2 separate regions of the Triticum aestivum genome follow, and region 2 is linked to region 1. A link is a contact called in public Hi-C data. All regions are on one chromosome and are shown on one strand. The core of a region is the stretch at or near the end of the contact, and the rest is flanking DNA. Distances in the headings are between cores, read along the strand shown. Region 1 has its middle 100 kb from the start of LOC123071956. Region 2 holds the start of LOC123071957 (selenium-binding protein 1).

The links. Hi-C and Micro-C count contacts between places; a contact is called where the count stands out from the background.
Region 2: a contact with region 1 is called in a Hi-C map of leaf, with 8 times the contacts expected there. The contact joins the promoter of LOC123071957 here to the enhancer-like site in region 1. A contact is called at or near these places in 2 of 5 Hi-C or Micro-C datasets (both in leaf).

What each region holds. Positions count from the first base shown.
Region 1 is chr3B:714,701,001-714,708,411 of IWGSC CS RefSeq v2.1, forward strand. It overlaps the pseudogene LOC123067746. Among protein-coding and RNA genes, the nearest start is that of LOC123071956, 100 kb to the left of the region's middle. Within about 2 kb of position 2,176, at least 7 of the 8 cell types and tissues checked have an H3K27ac peak or open chromatin away from gene starts, as enhancers often do. A contact at or near this core is called in leaf, where this site is marked.
Region 2 is chr3B:714,966,063-714,973,352 of IWGSC CS RefSeq v2.1, forward strand. LOC123071957 (selenium-binding protein 1) reads left to right here and starts at 2,750. Exons shown (of 8, transcript XM_044495537.1): 1 at 2,750-2,921; 2 at 3,027-3,189; 3 at 4,138-4,333; 4 at 4,422-4,649; 5 at 4,922-5,153; 6 at 5,244-5,351; 7 at 5,452-5,724; 8 at 6,019-6,492. The coding sequence starts at 3,027. The coding sequence ends at 6,303.

The DNA.
Region 1 (7,411 bases), core at 926-3,425:
CTCAAAAAAAGGTTAACATCTAATATCGGTCAGCTTTGCTGCACCAGAGAATTATAAACGTGGACATGATAAAATAAGGAACCATATAGGCGGATTACAAACATTAGTGTGAAGCAAACATATCTTAGTTGTGGGCTCTAACCGCTGAAAAGAACATGATAAGAGTATTTAAAAGTACTGAACAAAGCGAGTGGTAGAGAGATGAACTTCGGGTGGATGGTCTCCAGGAGCACTGCTGGAGGTATGGATTCCTGAAGAATAACAAATGGTCCATAACAAGTCATGTGCAGCTGGGTGGTTTAGCGCTAGGATATTAACTACATGTAGATGAATCCACCATGAGGCTGGGATTTGGTAGAGGGGAGATGGGGCAACAAGGTAGATGGAAGCAGGAAGGATAATAGTGGAAAATATGACAAGTTAGTGAAACCATAGTTACACCAGGTTGTTCTACAACATAATCAGCAACAAATTATCCAAAGGTTGAGTAAAAATGGTCCAATGTTCAATATAAAAAATACAAAGAAGCTATTGCACCGAAAGTGAACATTTTAAGGCAGAATGCTAAACATAAACTTCAGGGTTAAGGTAGCATTATTTTTGGACACCGCATCTTATGGATACTGCAAATTACTTCCAGAAAGTATATCTGATCTAAATTGACATGCAGAGACAGAGAAAATTATACCAACTGCCAATATAAGCTAGGACTGAAGACTGAACAAACTCGTCCATATCATGAAGTCCAGTAACTGCAATCATCCAAAGCAAAGTAAGAAACAGAAGTACCATAAACACATGTAAGATGGTTATGGACCACTTGTCTAGCAATGCAAGCTTACCATCAGGGCAGCATCACACACAACCAAGTCTGCTTTACATCCATCAAAGTCCCTGATAACCTGGCAGCATATGTACATCTGTTACAGCAATACAAGCAAAAGTATTGGTGATGTCGCCCTGCCCGAGCATTGGTCTATGAGTTGATCTATCCATCTCACCACTTCCCCTACCCGAGCATTGGTGATGTCGCCCTGCACTTGTATAACACCTTCTATCGGAGCCATCGGTTGCAGATCAATTCCGGCCACCATGTCTGGTATAAGCAGAGCACAGAAACAATCAGATATAAAGAATGAAATTATGTTAGAACATAAGATGTTTGCACTGACGTTGCTACTCACTTGTCGTCAGATGATAGCTTTGCCGGTAGATACAAAGAAATTGCGGCTCAAAATCTGCAATTGCGATTGAGATAAGCAATTGATCAAAGGGATGCAAGCATGGATGGGGGAAACCGAGCATGTGAATACCTGGCTCCAGCTCCCAGGAGCAGCGCACAGGTCAACGGCACGCTTCACTCCTGCACGCATGAACAACAAAACGAAAGCAGCATGTGGTTAATTTGATGCTGCACACCAATGGAAGCAAAGTGGCAGGAAGGCGAGCGAGCTGATTGGGTTGAGACGAGACCGTGGAAGATGTTGAACTCCTGGTCGATCTGCATGAGCTTGAAGGCGCTGCGAGCCCTCCACCCCTCCTCCTTGGCCTTCCGGTAGTAGATGTCATGGGAAACCGCCGGACAGAGCCCCCACCTCGCGCCTATGGCCGGAAAGCCACCAGCGAGCAGCAGCAGGACACCGCCGCACCTCACCTCTCCCTTCTCTTTCCGTCCGGCAGGGCGTGAGCAAAGGCAAGCACGGCAGGTAGAGGCGGTCTCCCGGCGCGGTTGGGACGCGGCAGGACGCGGACGGAGGCGAGCTGAAGGGCGTGGCGGGCAGAGGCGAGCTGAAGGGCGCGGACGGAGGCGAGCACGCGAGCGCGCGTAGAAAGCAGCGCTCCGGCGCGGGCGCGGACGGAGGCGAGCACGCGGGCGTGCGCGGACAGAAGCGACGGCAGGAGCTGTCGTCCTCTGCTCCGGCGTCCTCCATGCTCGCCCGCGACGCCACTGTCGCGCCTCGCCATGCACCGTCTCTGCAGCACCTGCCCTGCCTCGCCGCACAACCGCCACTGCCCCACCTCACCGCGCCGTCTCCGCAGCACCTGCCCCTCCTCGCCGCGGCGTCCCCGTAGCCCTCAACCCGTCGCCGTCTCCATCGCCAGAGAAACCCGTCGCCGTCTCCATCGCCATCGCCATCGCCATTGCCAGAGAACTGGATAAGACTACGAGGACAGCGGATGCAAATCTAATGAATACAGGGGGTTTTCTACAAAATGTAACGTTATATACACACTTACTAAAACAGTGATTGCGGATTAATTTAATGTAAACCGAGGGGTTTTAATGCAAAATCGTGCGCGACGACGTACGGCAGAAACCCGATTCTCTTTATTATTATTATATATATATATATATATATATATAATATATATATATATATATATATAATATATAATATATAATATATAAAAAAAATTAGGTAAATATTACCTGATAGTTAGTTAATCAGTCAATGACAGGCGGGGCCCTCACGTCAGTTTGACCAGTCAACACCTGTGTTGACTGCTGACATCATGGTGACGTTATGCTGATGCAATAATACTAATTTCGAATTAATTTAATAATAATAAATTAGAAAATGATTAAAACTTTAGAAAAACATAGAAAATAAATCGTAGCTCAGATGAAAATGTTTTCTGCATGAAAGTTGCTCAAAACAACGAGACGAATCCGAATAAGCAGCCCGTTCGTCCACCACACATCCCTAGCATATTGAACCTGCAATATTTCACCTCTGGTTCACCTGTCCGAAAACGCGAAACACCGGGGATACTTTCCCGGATGTTTCCCCCTTTCGCCGGTATCACCTACTACCGCGTTAGGGCACACCTAGCACCGCGTATTGCCATGTTATGCTTTCTGATGCTTTGATTGCTTTGTTATTTATTGTGTTCCCCCTCCGTTACTTCTTTCCGGTAGAACCCGGGACTGCCGGCGACCCTAGTTCGACTACGGAGTTGACGACCCCTCCTTCTTGCCAAAGCAACCAGGCGAGCCCCCCTGATCACCAGATATTGCCTATTCTTATCTCTACTGCTTGCATTAGAGTAGTGTAGCATGTTACTGTTCAGTTACTCCTATTATGTTGCATAGTCTGTCATTGTTGATACAATCCTTGATACCTTACCCGCAATCCTAAATGCTTAGTATAGGATGCTAGTTTATCATCGTTGACCCTACATTCTTGTCAGTCTGCCTTGCTATACTATCGGGCCGTGATCACTCGGGAGGTGATGACGGGCATATACTATACATATATACATACTATACTGATGGTGACTAAAGTCGGGTCGGCTCGTTGAGTACCCGCAAGTGATTCAGATATGGGGGCTGGAAGGACAGGTGGCTCCATCACGGTAGAGGTGGGCCTGGGTTCCCGACGGCTCCTGACTGTTACTTTGTGGCGAAGCGACAGGCCAGGTTGAGACCACCTAGGCAAGAGGTGGTCCTGGCCCTGGGCGGCGTTCGCGGTTACTTCATAATAACACGCTTAACGAGATCTTGGTATTTTATCTGAGTCTGGCCACTAGCCTATATGCACTAACCAACTACGCGGGAACCGTTATGGGCACTCGACGTCGTGGTATCAGCCGAAGCCTTCGTGACGTCAGCGACTGAGCGGCGCCCCCCGGATTGGACCGTAAGCCTGCTCTTGTATTAAGGGGGATAGATCTGCTTCCGGCCGCCCACGCAACGTGCAGGTGTGCAATGGGCGATGGGCCGAGACCCCTGCGCGCATAGATTTAGACCGGCGTGCTAACCTCTCTGTTGTGCCTAGGTGGGGCTGCGACGTGTTGATCTTCCGAGGCCGGGCATGACCTAGGAAAGTGTGTGCGGCCAAAGGGGATCGAGCGTGTTGGGTTATGTGGTGCACCCATGCAGGGAAGTTTATCTATTCGAATAGCCGTGTCCCTCGGTAAAAGGATGACCCGGAGTTGTACCTTGACCTTATGACAACTAGAACCGGATACTTAATAAAACACACCCAGACAAGTTCCACAGACAACCCGGTGATCGCTTTTCCACAGGGCGATGAGGGGAGGATCGCCGGGTAGGATTATGCTATGCGATGCTGCTTGGAGGACTTCAATCTACTCTCTTCTACATGCTGCAAGACGGAGGCTGCCAGAAGTGTAGTCTTCGATAGGACTAGCTATCCCCCTCTTATTCTGGCATTCTGCAGTTCACCCCACCGATATTGCCTCTTTACACATATACCCATGCATATGTAGTGTAGATCCTTGCTTGCAAGTACTTTGGATGAGTACTCACGGTTGCTTTGCTTCCTCTTTCCCCCCTCTTTCCTTTTCTTCTCGGATGCCGCAACCAGAGGTTGGAGCCTAGGAGACAGACGCCACCGTCGACGATGACTCATACTACACTGGAGGTGCCTACTACTACGTGCAGGCCGCTGACGATGACCAGGAGTAGTTAGGAGGATCCCAGGCAGGAGGCCTGCGCCTCTTTCGATCTGTATCCCAGTTTGTGCTAGCCATCTTATGGCAACTTGTTTAACTTATGTCTGTACTCAGATATTGTTGCTTCCGCTGACTCGTTTATGTCAAGCACTTGTATTCGAGCCCTCGAGGCCCCTGGCTTCTAATATGATGCTTTTATGACTTATTTTACTTTTAGAGTTGTGTTGTGATATCTTCCCATGAGTCCCTGATCTTGATCGTACACATTTGCGTGCATGATTATTGTACGATTGAATCGGGGGCGTCATAGTTTTGGCCCTCAACACGCAGATTCCCGAGGTGACATTGGGGTAATCTATGCATAGGGGTTGATGCACATTCTCGTCTTTTGTTTCTCTGGTAGAAATCTTTGGGGCACTCTTTGAGGTTCTTTGTGTTGGATTGAGTATTATGAATCTGAAATTGTTTGATGCATATCGCATAATCAACTCACGGATACTTGCGGTGACATTAGAGTTGGTTGATGTGTATCATATGGTGTTATTTTAGTACGAACTCTTGGTTAGATCGATTGGAAAGAATATCTTGGTGTTATTTTAGTGTGAACTCTAGGATAGATTGATCGGAAAGAATAGCTTTCAGGTGGTTTCGTACCCTACAAACAATTCCGTCTTATGTTCTCCGCTAGATAGCAACTTTGGAGTGATTCTTCATCGCACGTTGATGGATGGTTATATGATCCAATTATATTAGCATTCTTGAGAGATTTCACTAGTGAAAGTACGAACCCTAGGCGTCATTTTCAAGCATTCAATACTGTTTGTGCTCCGTTTTATCAATTGCTACCTTGCTATCTTTTTATTGTGCTTACTACAAAAACCAATATCTACTATCCATATTACACTTGTATCACCATCTCTTTGCTGAACTAGTGCACCTATACAAATTACCATTGTATTTGGTGTGTTGGGGACACAAGGGACTTTTTATTATTTGGTTGCAGGGTTGTTTGAGAGAGACCATCTTCATCCTACACCTTCCACGGATTGATAAACCTTAGGTCATCCACTTGAGGAAAAATTGCTACTTCCTACAAAACTCTATGCTTGGAGGCCCAACACATGTCTACAAGAATAAAGTTGCGCAGTAGACATCAAGCTCTTTTCTGGCGCCGTTGCTGGGGAGGTTAGGTAAGCGACACTCACACCCCGTCAACGAAAATCTCTTTTGGCGCCGTTGCTGGGGAGGTGAGTGCATGAAGGTATATCTTTAGATCTTGCAATCGAATCTTTTAGTTTCTTGTTTATCACTAGTTTGGTTCATAAAAGAAAACTACAAAAAAATGGAATTGAGGTTGCATCATATTATTCATCTTTATAATGTCTTTCATGAAAATGATGGAAATGAAAATTGTGCTCAATTGATAGAAGAAGAATTCAATAGAATGTTTGACATAAATGATGAGCATGAGTGCAATGTTGTTAGTATGAATTCTTTGAATACCCATGATGCTAGTGATATGCAAAGGCATAAGCTTGGGGATGCTATGTTTGATGCTGATATTTTTAGTCCCCCAAGATTTGATGTGCAAATTTTTTATAGTGATTGCATGCCTCCTATTTATGATAATTACAATGATGAAAGTGAATTTGGAGAGGTCATGACTTTATTTAGTGATGAATCCACCATTTTGGATGAGGTTTCAATTGACTATGATAACAAAGTTCCTATCTATGATGATTATGGTGATGACATGTATGCTATAAAGAATAATGATAACCATGAACCTTGTCATCATGATTTTAATTTTCACTCTCATGATAGTTATTTTGTTGAGTTTGCTCCCACTACTATTGATGAGAAGAAATTTGCGTATGTGCAGAGTAATAAGTTTTCTATGCTTTATGTGATGGTTATATTGTTGAATTTCTTCATGATGCTACTAAAAATTATTATGAGAGAGGAACATATGCATTTACATATTGCAATAATATCAAGTTTCCTCTCTATGTGTTGAAAGTTTTGAAGTTGCACTTGTTTTGCCTTCCTATGCTAGTTGATTATTACTTCCATAAGTTGTTTTCTCACAAAATCCCTATGCATAGGAAGTGGGTTAGGATTAAATGTGCTAGTCATATGCTTCATGATGCTCTCTTTGTGTTACAATTCTTTACTTTTATGTGAGCATCATTGAAATCATCATGCCTAGCTTAAAAGGCATTAAAGAAAATCGCTTGTTGGGAGACAACCCAACATTTACCCCTACTGTTTTTGTGTGTTCACATGATTAGGCTACTGTTGTAACCCTTTATAACTTTTGTTTCAATAAAGTGCCAAGTAAAGCCTTTGGGATAGTGTGGATGATAGTTGACTTGAATCTGTGCAAAAACAGAAACTTTTACGCTCAGTACACAAATTTTTAAAATTCATTGGAATGTTCTTTTGATATGATTTTTTGCAGGTGATAGATATACAAATTATCTATGTTGTCCTAATTTTTCAGAATTTTTAGAGTTACAGAAGTATGGTTGGGGTACAGATTACTTCAGACTGTTCTTTTTTTGACAGTTTCTGTTTTTAATGCATAGTTTGCTTGTTTCCTAGTTTCTGTGGCTTATATTTCTTAATATAAATTGTGAAAATTATAGGCTACAGTAGGCATTGTGTGAGAACAATTATGAATCTTGTCTTTGACAGTACCAAATTGAATGGTTTGCTCTTTATCATACTAACCTATCTCACGAAGTGCCGTTAAGTTTTGTGTGATTGAAGTTTTCAAATTTTGGGTGAGATTTAGATATGAGGAGAATAAGGAGTGACAAGACCTAAGCTTTGGGATGCCCAAGGCACCCCAAGGTAATATTCAAGTAAGATCCAAGCAACTAAGCTTGGGGATGCCCTGGAAGGCATCCCCTCTTTCGTCTCCAACATTATCGGTAACCTCACTTGGAGCTATGTTTTTGTTCGTCACATGATATGTGTTTTACTTGGA
Region 2 (7,290 bases), core at 1,500-3,999, 270 kb after region 1:
CCATTTGGTATTCTTTTTCTACAAAATTCTAAAATAGGCAAAAAAACAGAAACTGGCACTGGGCCCTCGGTTAATAAGTTAGTCCCAAAAAAATATAAAAGAGCATATTAAAGCCCATTAAACATCCAAAACAGATAATATAACAGCATGGAACAATCAAAAATTATAGATACGTTGGAGATGTATCAAGGAGGAAGGGCTCGGGACGATGACCAGGAGGGGGACAGTGCTCGGGGAGAGGGAGTGTGGTTCTGTACGTCACTGGCGCGCGACTTAAATAGCCGCGGCCAGGTCAGGCGAAGGGGCGTCCAACCCGCTTCAATGCACCATAGCGGCTGGATTTAGTTTCTTGGGACGCGGCGTTTGCATTGAAGCGGCGACGCTCGAGAGGTTACGTCCGTCAGCGTCGCCCTCCCGTCCAGTCAAATCGCGGGCATTAATGTCGGTCGCTACATGCCCTGGCCCGGCATGAATGCGGCGCGATAAATGACACGGGTGTTCGATGGAAAGCACCGGAGAGGCGGGTGGGGGTTTGTGATGGCCAGGGCAGTCAGACACGGATGTGACAACGAACCGGACATCGGCAAAGCCCCCCACTTTATCTTCAGTTTACTGCGGGCCGGTAAGCGGATCAATACAGATGCGCGCTGAGGATCGGCGTTGGAGTCAGCGTATGCTCTTTAAAAAAAAGCGTACGCAGACATGTAAAATAATCTACCGTATGCTACACACAGTGACTAGTATATACAGTCAGATGAGATGTCAATCAACTAGATTTTCTGTGATTCTGCAGCTAGCACAGCAATCTTCACTCGGTTAACTGTTGCGCTTCACCCATCCATGTATCAACTGATTAATTATTACTCCTCTCAGATGGCTCCTGTCCTCACTAATCATGCTCTTCTCTACACAAATCTGGCTCAGCTCTCCGAGCCTGATCATTGTGTTCTCTTTACCCAATGGAATCATGCCAGCCAGACCGCCAGCTGACCGTGTGAGGGGAGATAATGCATCGATAATCTATCTGCACCGGCCGCACGCCTATCTAATTAGACGTTAACTAGATAGGATTATAATTTTTTTTATAAAGTGACGATTCTGGGAGAAGCTGAGGAAAGGGACGATTCTGAGAACCGGCCAGAGCAGCCCTCGCCACCACAAACCCCCACCCGTGTCAGAGATCAAGATAACCATGCATGCAGGGCTATTATACTCGCCTCGTGATGGACGTGGAAGCTGGCAGCACGTAAAGTCCTTGTTCATGGGCAACTAGCTAGCAGCCTAGCAGATCCGTGCCATCCGGACAGATAGCTTAAAACTGATAGCACCAGATTTGGGCGCTTGCTGGTTGCTTGATCGTGTGAGTTTGGAGTTTTCCGTCGTGTGTTATTGGCTGACGTGTTTTAGGGCATGCATCCTTATCAGGCCACGCCCTGGGATATGCATTGAGGCCTGGGATATGCATCGGTGACTCAGAGGCAAAATCGCAAAGTGCCACAAGAGATCAGAAGTGGTAGAGCAGAGCACGTAACGATCGAGCCGCTGGCCAGCTTAGCCATCCCTCGGTTGGTAGAGCCGAGCGTGGCGTTCGTGGACTAGCCGCAAAGCTCGGGGTTGCTAAAACGCATGGCACGAAGAGCTCTGTTGCTGTAAAACCATCTTCAACCGGACCCTCCAGGAGTCCAGGTTGTCCGGGCAGATACAAGACCATCTCATATTTTTGTATAAGCAAAATGTCATTGGATGCACATTTTAGAAAATGTGAAATGGCCGACCATGCATGCATAGAGATATACTCCGTTACATCCGTTATCTTTGATTTATTTAAATACAAATATAACTTGGGACGGAGGGAGCACAAACTAAAATTATAGAGCACAAGCACTTCATTCGTCTCAAAAAGCTTGACTTTGATTTATCTAGATACGGATGTGACTAGACATGTTTCAGTGTTAGATACATATGTATCTAGATAAAACTTTTTGGGACGAAGGTAATATTACAAATTCATTCCAAAAATGAGTAGTAATACGATTTTTTTTAGGGAAGTATAGTATTTTACGAATTAAAGTGCCAATTTCCTGCTACGAAAAATGCAAAGCTGCAGCGTCCGTTGCACACGCAGACACACACGGGATGACGGGACGGTCCGTTTGGCGTGAGCCGGTGGCGTGCGTGCGCGCCTACGTACGCGCTCAGGCCAAGACGGACGGCTCACGGCTGCGACCGCGAGGCCGCGGACGGAGACGCGCCGAGCCACCGCCACGGACCGCTCGCTGCGTCGCCATCCATCCACCGTGCCAGGGTCCAAGCTTTCTCCAACCCCAGTTCGTGGACGGATCGATCCCGCCCGCCACGCAGGCAGCCGCATTAGGGCATCTTCAATAGGTTGTATGTTAGTCCTGTTCGTAAAATGTTCATGTCATCAACCAATAAGTTATCATACAACCATCCCAATGGGTTGTATGTAAACTATCCAATCGATGATGAGAAAATAAATGTGATTTCTTTCTATTTCACCTTGAAGCTTGTGCAAAAGTTGTTGGTTAATCTACATACAACTTTGCTCTCTCTCCACATTCAATGCATGCCACATCATCACTATGTCCTAGATGATAAATTTATCAACACCTATCTTACAACTGTTGGAGATGCCCTTATAGTCCAGATACGACGACGCCTTGCCCACGCCCCGGGCCCAGGTTCACTCGCCACGCCTCCCTTTTCCCCTATAGCCACCCGCACGCATCGCGAGGCGCGTCTCGCGGCATCCCCTCCGCGCACGTGGCGGCCTAAGTTAGCCTCCCCTCTATAATTACCCCCGTCTCCCGGGCGGGCAGTCCCACCACCACCGTATCTCTTCTCTCCTCTGTTCCTCTCGCACAACAGAAGAAAAACCAACTACCTCCTCCTACGCTCCGGTGAGTCAGCACTGAGCTCGGCTCTCTCCTCCGTCAGCTGCTCTCCGGCGGCCGCGTTTTCCTACCGGCAGAGGGTTAATTATTTCGGGCGTCCTGAGATCGCAGATGGCCGCAGCGGTGGTCGACGCAGCGGTGCCGGTGGCGGCGAAGGCGAACGGCGCCGGGGCGAGGTGCTGCGCGGCGAAGGGGCCCGGGTACGCCACGCCCAGGGAGGCCATGGAGAAGGGCCCGCGGGAGGGGCTCCTCTACGTCACCTGCGTCTACAATGGTACTAATCCTTCCTTCCGCCCGACCCTCCTCTTCCAAGTTCCAAGTTCCAACCCCGGAAAAAAGGCTACTCATACGCACGGCCAACGCACGCGCACACCGCTGACACCCGCAGTGCGGTTTGCGCCTAGATCTCGGCGAGCAATTAGGATTCAGTTACAATTTTTTATAATTAAGTATCGAGACGTAGAGTAGTACAACAACAGCAGCAGCAACAGGAGCTTGCACGGGCTTAACTTAACCAGGACTGGACTGAGAATCTGAGATGGACATGCCACTTAATTTAATCCTGGAAGTCTCTTTCTAATATACTCAGATTCCATATTACTCCTAATTGAGAAAGCGAGACTTCCAGGATTAAATCCTAATATTTGAATCAAATGAGTAAACATATTAAATTCCTAACATGGGTGTCAAAAATGACTAAACGAGGACAGCAAGAATATTGGCATATGCTTTGCTATTCTAACTTCCTAATAATAAGCCTTGGTCCACGCTAAGAAAAAAAGAGCCTTGGCTCAGATCTCCAATTACTCCGCAATATGGCATCTTTTTTCGTCAGAGATGTGCAATTTTTCGTGCTTTGGTGTAGATACTGGGCTGGAGTATTTTTAGCCCGTCGAACTTAATGTAATGGGTAGCCATATAGACAGTCTTAATTCTGATATGTACTGTACATATGCACGCAGCATGCATGTGCCCTCCATGGCAGAGACTGCCATTTGCTGTTACACAAGAGTCCAAGTAGGCTGTGTCGTGGATCATTCAGAACCGTCTAGTTCAGTCCCTGTCTGTCTCTGAGCTTCACATGGCCTCTCTTCATGGCAGTTTCTGAAGGCAGAACAAACCATGTGAACATGAGAAGAGATGTGCCGGTGTGCCTTTGTACAGGTTGATTGCCTGATTGTGTGAAGTTTTGCTGATTGCCTGATTGTACTGAATTTTGCAGGTACTGGAATCGACAAGCCGGATTACCTGGCCACGGTGGACGTCGACCCAAATTCAGCGACCTACTCCCAGGTGATCCACAGGCTCCAGGCGACCCACATCGGCGACGAGCTGCATCACTCTGGCTGGAACGCCTGCAGCTCCTGCCACGGCGATCCATCCACGAGCCGGCGCTTCTTGATTCTTCCTTCGTTGCTGTGAGTATTTATGGAGCGACGGCGATCAAATGGATGAACGGTTGAATTTTAGCTGAGTCTGTAATGCTGCTTTGGTGGCTGTTCACAGGTCTGGCCGTTTGTATGTGGTCGACACTGCGAAGAATCCGAGGGCGCCTGCTCTGCACAAGGTTGTCCAGGCTGAGGACATTGCTGAGAAGACCGGGCTTGGGTTCCCTCACACATCCCATTGCCTTGCAACCGGTGACATAATGATTTCTTGTCTGGGAGACAAGGAGGGAAATGCTGCTGGCAATGGCTTTCTCTTGCTGGATTCAGAATTTAACGTCAAAGGACGGTAAGATTTTTGCCCACAATTTGGGTACCAATGACTTGGAAACATAACATATTTCAAAATGCATACTGTAGCATATTATCACTTCATCATGAAACCATCTCAGCATATCAGAATCATCCAACCACCCCATGCTTATTTACATCTTACAAAATCTTCAGTAATATTTCAGCTTTGAAAAACTTTAGTATTCCTATTATTGATGCCTTATTTTTCCGAAATAGACAGCTTTTAGTGGCTCCAACTGTACTGATTTAACTATTTGCTACTTGTAGTTGGGAAAAGCCAGGTCACAGCCCCTTGTTTGGCTATGATTTCTGGTACCAGCCTCGTCACAAGACGATGATCAGCTCTTCATGGGGAGCCCCGGCAGCTTTCAGGACAGGTTTTGATCTCCAGCATGTCCAGGATGGTCTCTATGGAAGGCACCTGCATGTGTATGACTGGCCTGGTGGTGAGCTCAAGCAGACACTGGATCTAGGGAGCACAGGTCTTCTTCCGCTGGAGGTGTGTATCAACTATCAACTTATCAAGTAGGAGTCTAATAATGCACCCATATATCATATAACCATAGTCCTCTTCTTATCTTCTCTGCAGGTGAGGTTTTTACATGATCCATCAAAGGACACTGGCTATGTTGGCTGTGCTTTAACAAGCAACATGGTGAGATTCTTCAAAACTGCAGATGGATCATGGAGCCATGAGGTTTGTCCGCAACTACGTTCTAATAATGCCTACTTCTTTTCTACATAGTGTGAAGTTCATTTTCCATCTTATTGACACTTCTATATGCCTGTATTTGTAGGTAGCTATATCCATAAAACCGTTGAAGGTGCGCAACTGGATACTGCCAGAAATGCCAGGATTGATAACTGACTTTGTCATCTCTCTCGATGACCGTTATCTCTACTTGGTCAATTGGCTTCATGGGGATATCAGGCAGTACAACATTGAGGACCCTGCAAAGCCTGTGTTGGCTGGACAAGTGTTTGTAGGTGGGCTTCTTCAAAAGGGCAGTGATGTTGTCTATGTGACCGACGATGACAAAGAAGAGCAGTATGCTGTGCCTGAAGTCAAGGTAAACTCTACAGTACTCTTAAATCTTAATTGCTTCGTACTCCTACATAAGTTACATTCTTCAGGATATCTTGTGTATCTTTTATACAAAAATAACCAGATTTTACAAGTCAATACTGGTTACATATAGTTCAACTGATGAGTGATTCAAGTACCTACTGGAACACATCCGGCTTGCAATGCTGCTATATTTGTCTCAACTAAACCGAATGATCCAATGAAACTGCAATATTTGGAACATAGTTATTTCTAGTCACTCAACATTACTCTGACATAACATCTGTCTTGTATTCAGGGGCATCGGCTTAGAGGTGGGCCGCAGATGATTCAGCTGAGCTTGGATGGCAAGAGGGTGTATGTGACCAACTCTCTCTTCAGCCGGTGGGACGAGCAGTTCTACGGCCCTGACCTTCTCAAGAAGGGATCTCACATGTTGCAGATCGACGTCGACACTGAGGAAGGAGGGCTGGCTGTCAACCCCAACTTCTTTGTTGATTTCGGGACCGAGCCTGAAGGTCCCTCCTTGGCCCATGAGATGAGATATCCTGGTGGAGACTGCACCTCTGACATATGGATCTAGGAGGAAGGGTGTAGGACACAGGCAGCTGGAGATCCATGGTGTTGAGCTCACTGTAATTAAAATGGTCTCTTCCCCGCCTGCGGTGTTGTATGTGATGTGGTATCAATTGGAATAAGTTCCTGATAGAACCTCTGACATTGGCTTCATGGGAGCTTTGGGCCCTAATAAGAGTTGCCTCTGATTCTGAAATTTCTGATGCTGTTGAAGGCCTTGTTATATCTTCTGCTTGAAATTTTCTAATCGAGAATGATTGAGCTGGAAGCAAAGTAACGCATGCAATTGCCCTATATTAATCAGAGATATAATGCTATTTCACCAAAATCAAATAGTCTTTCTTGCAACCAACAGCATGCATGATCTTGTAACCAAAATTACATATGTCAGTTGATTGCTCTGACTGAATTTGAGTTTTCACCAACTAAAGCAGCCCATTTTCGCTGCTGCAGACCTTGTAAATATATTTACAGGTGTTTTTGCCTCAGCTTCTTCTGTGGCCTAACCCCTCAGGACCCCTTGAACGGCGATGCGGCTTCGCTGATGATTCACGACGAGAGTGTGAATGACCAGAAAGTCACAAGGTTTGATTTGCACCAGCACCTCAGTATTCCATTTTATCTGATCAAATGTATTGTTTTTGTCTTTCTCAACGACGAACTCATAATCTCTGTTCAGAATGTTGTGGGAGGTACGCCAAGCCTGAAGATATAGGCATATCTCCGGAGGCGGAGGAGAGTGATATGAGATTATTATTGGCCACGCATGGTTAGCTCACTCAGTAACTCAGTGTACAAGATCATCATGTATCTCTATCTGTTTGTACATGCTGAAGAAAGTCATCAGCCATCGGTCTGTCTCGCCTGAAATCAGTTTCAGTCCCAGCTCTCGTATGAAATTGTGAATAACTTGCCATTTGGTTATGTTGCCCTTCAATTTGTAGGAGATATCTGCCTGTGATTTCCAGTTCATGTTACTAGTAGTATATGTTTT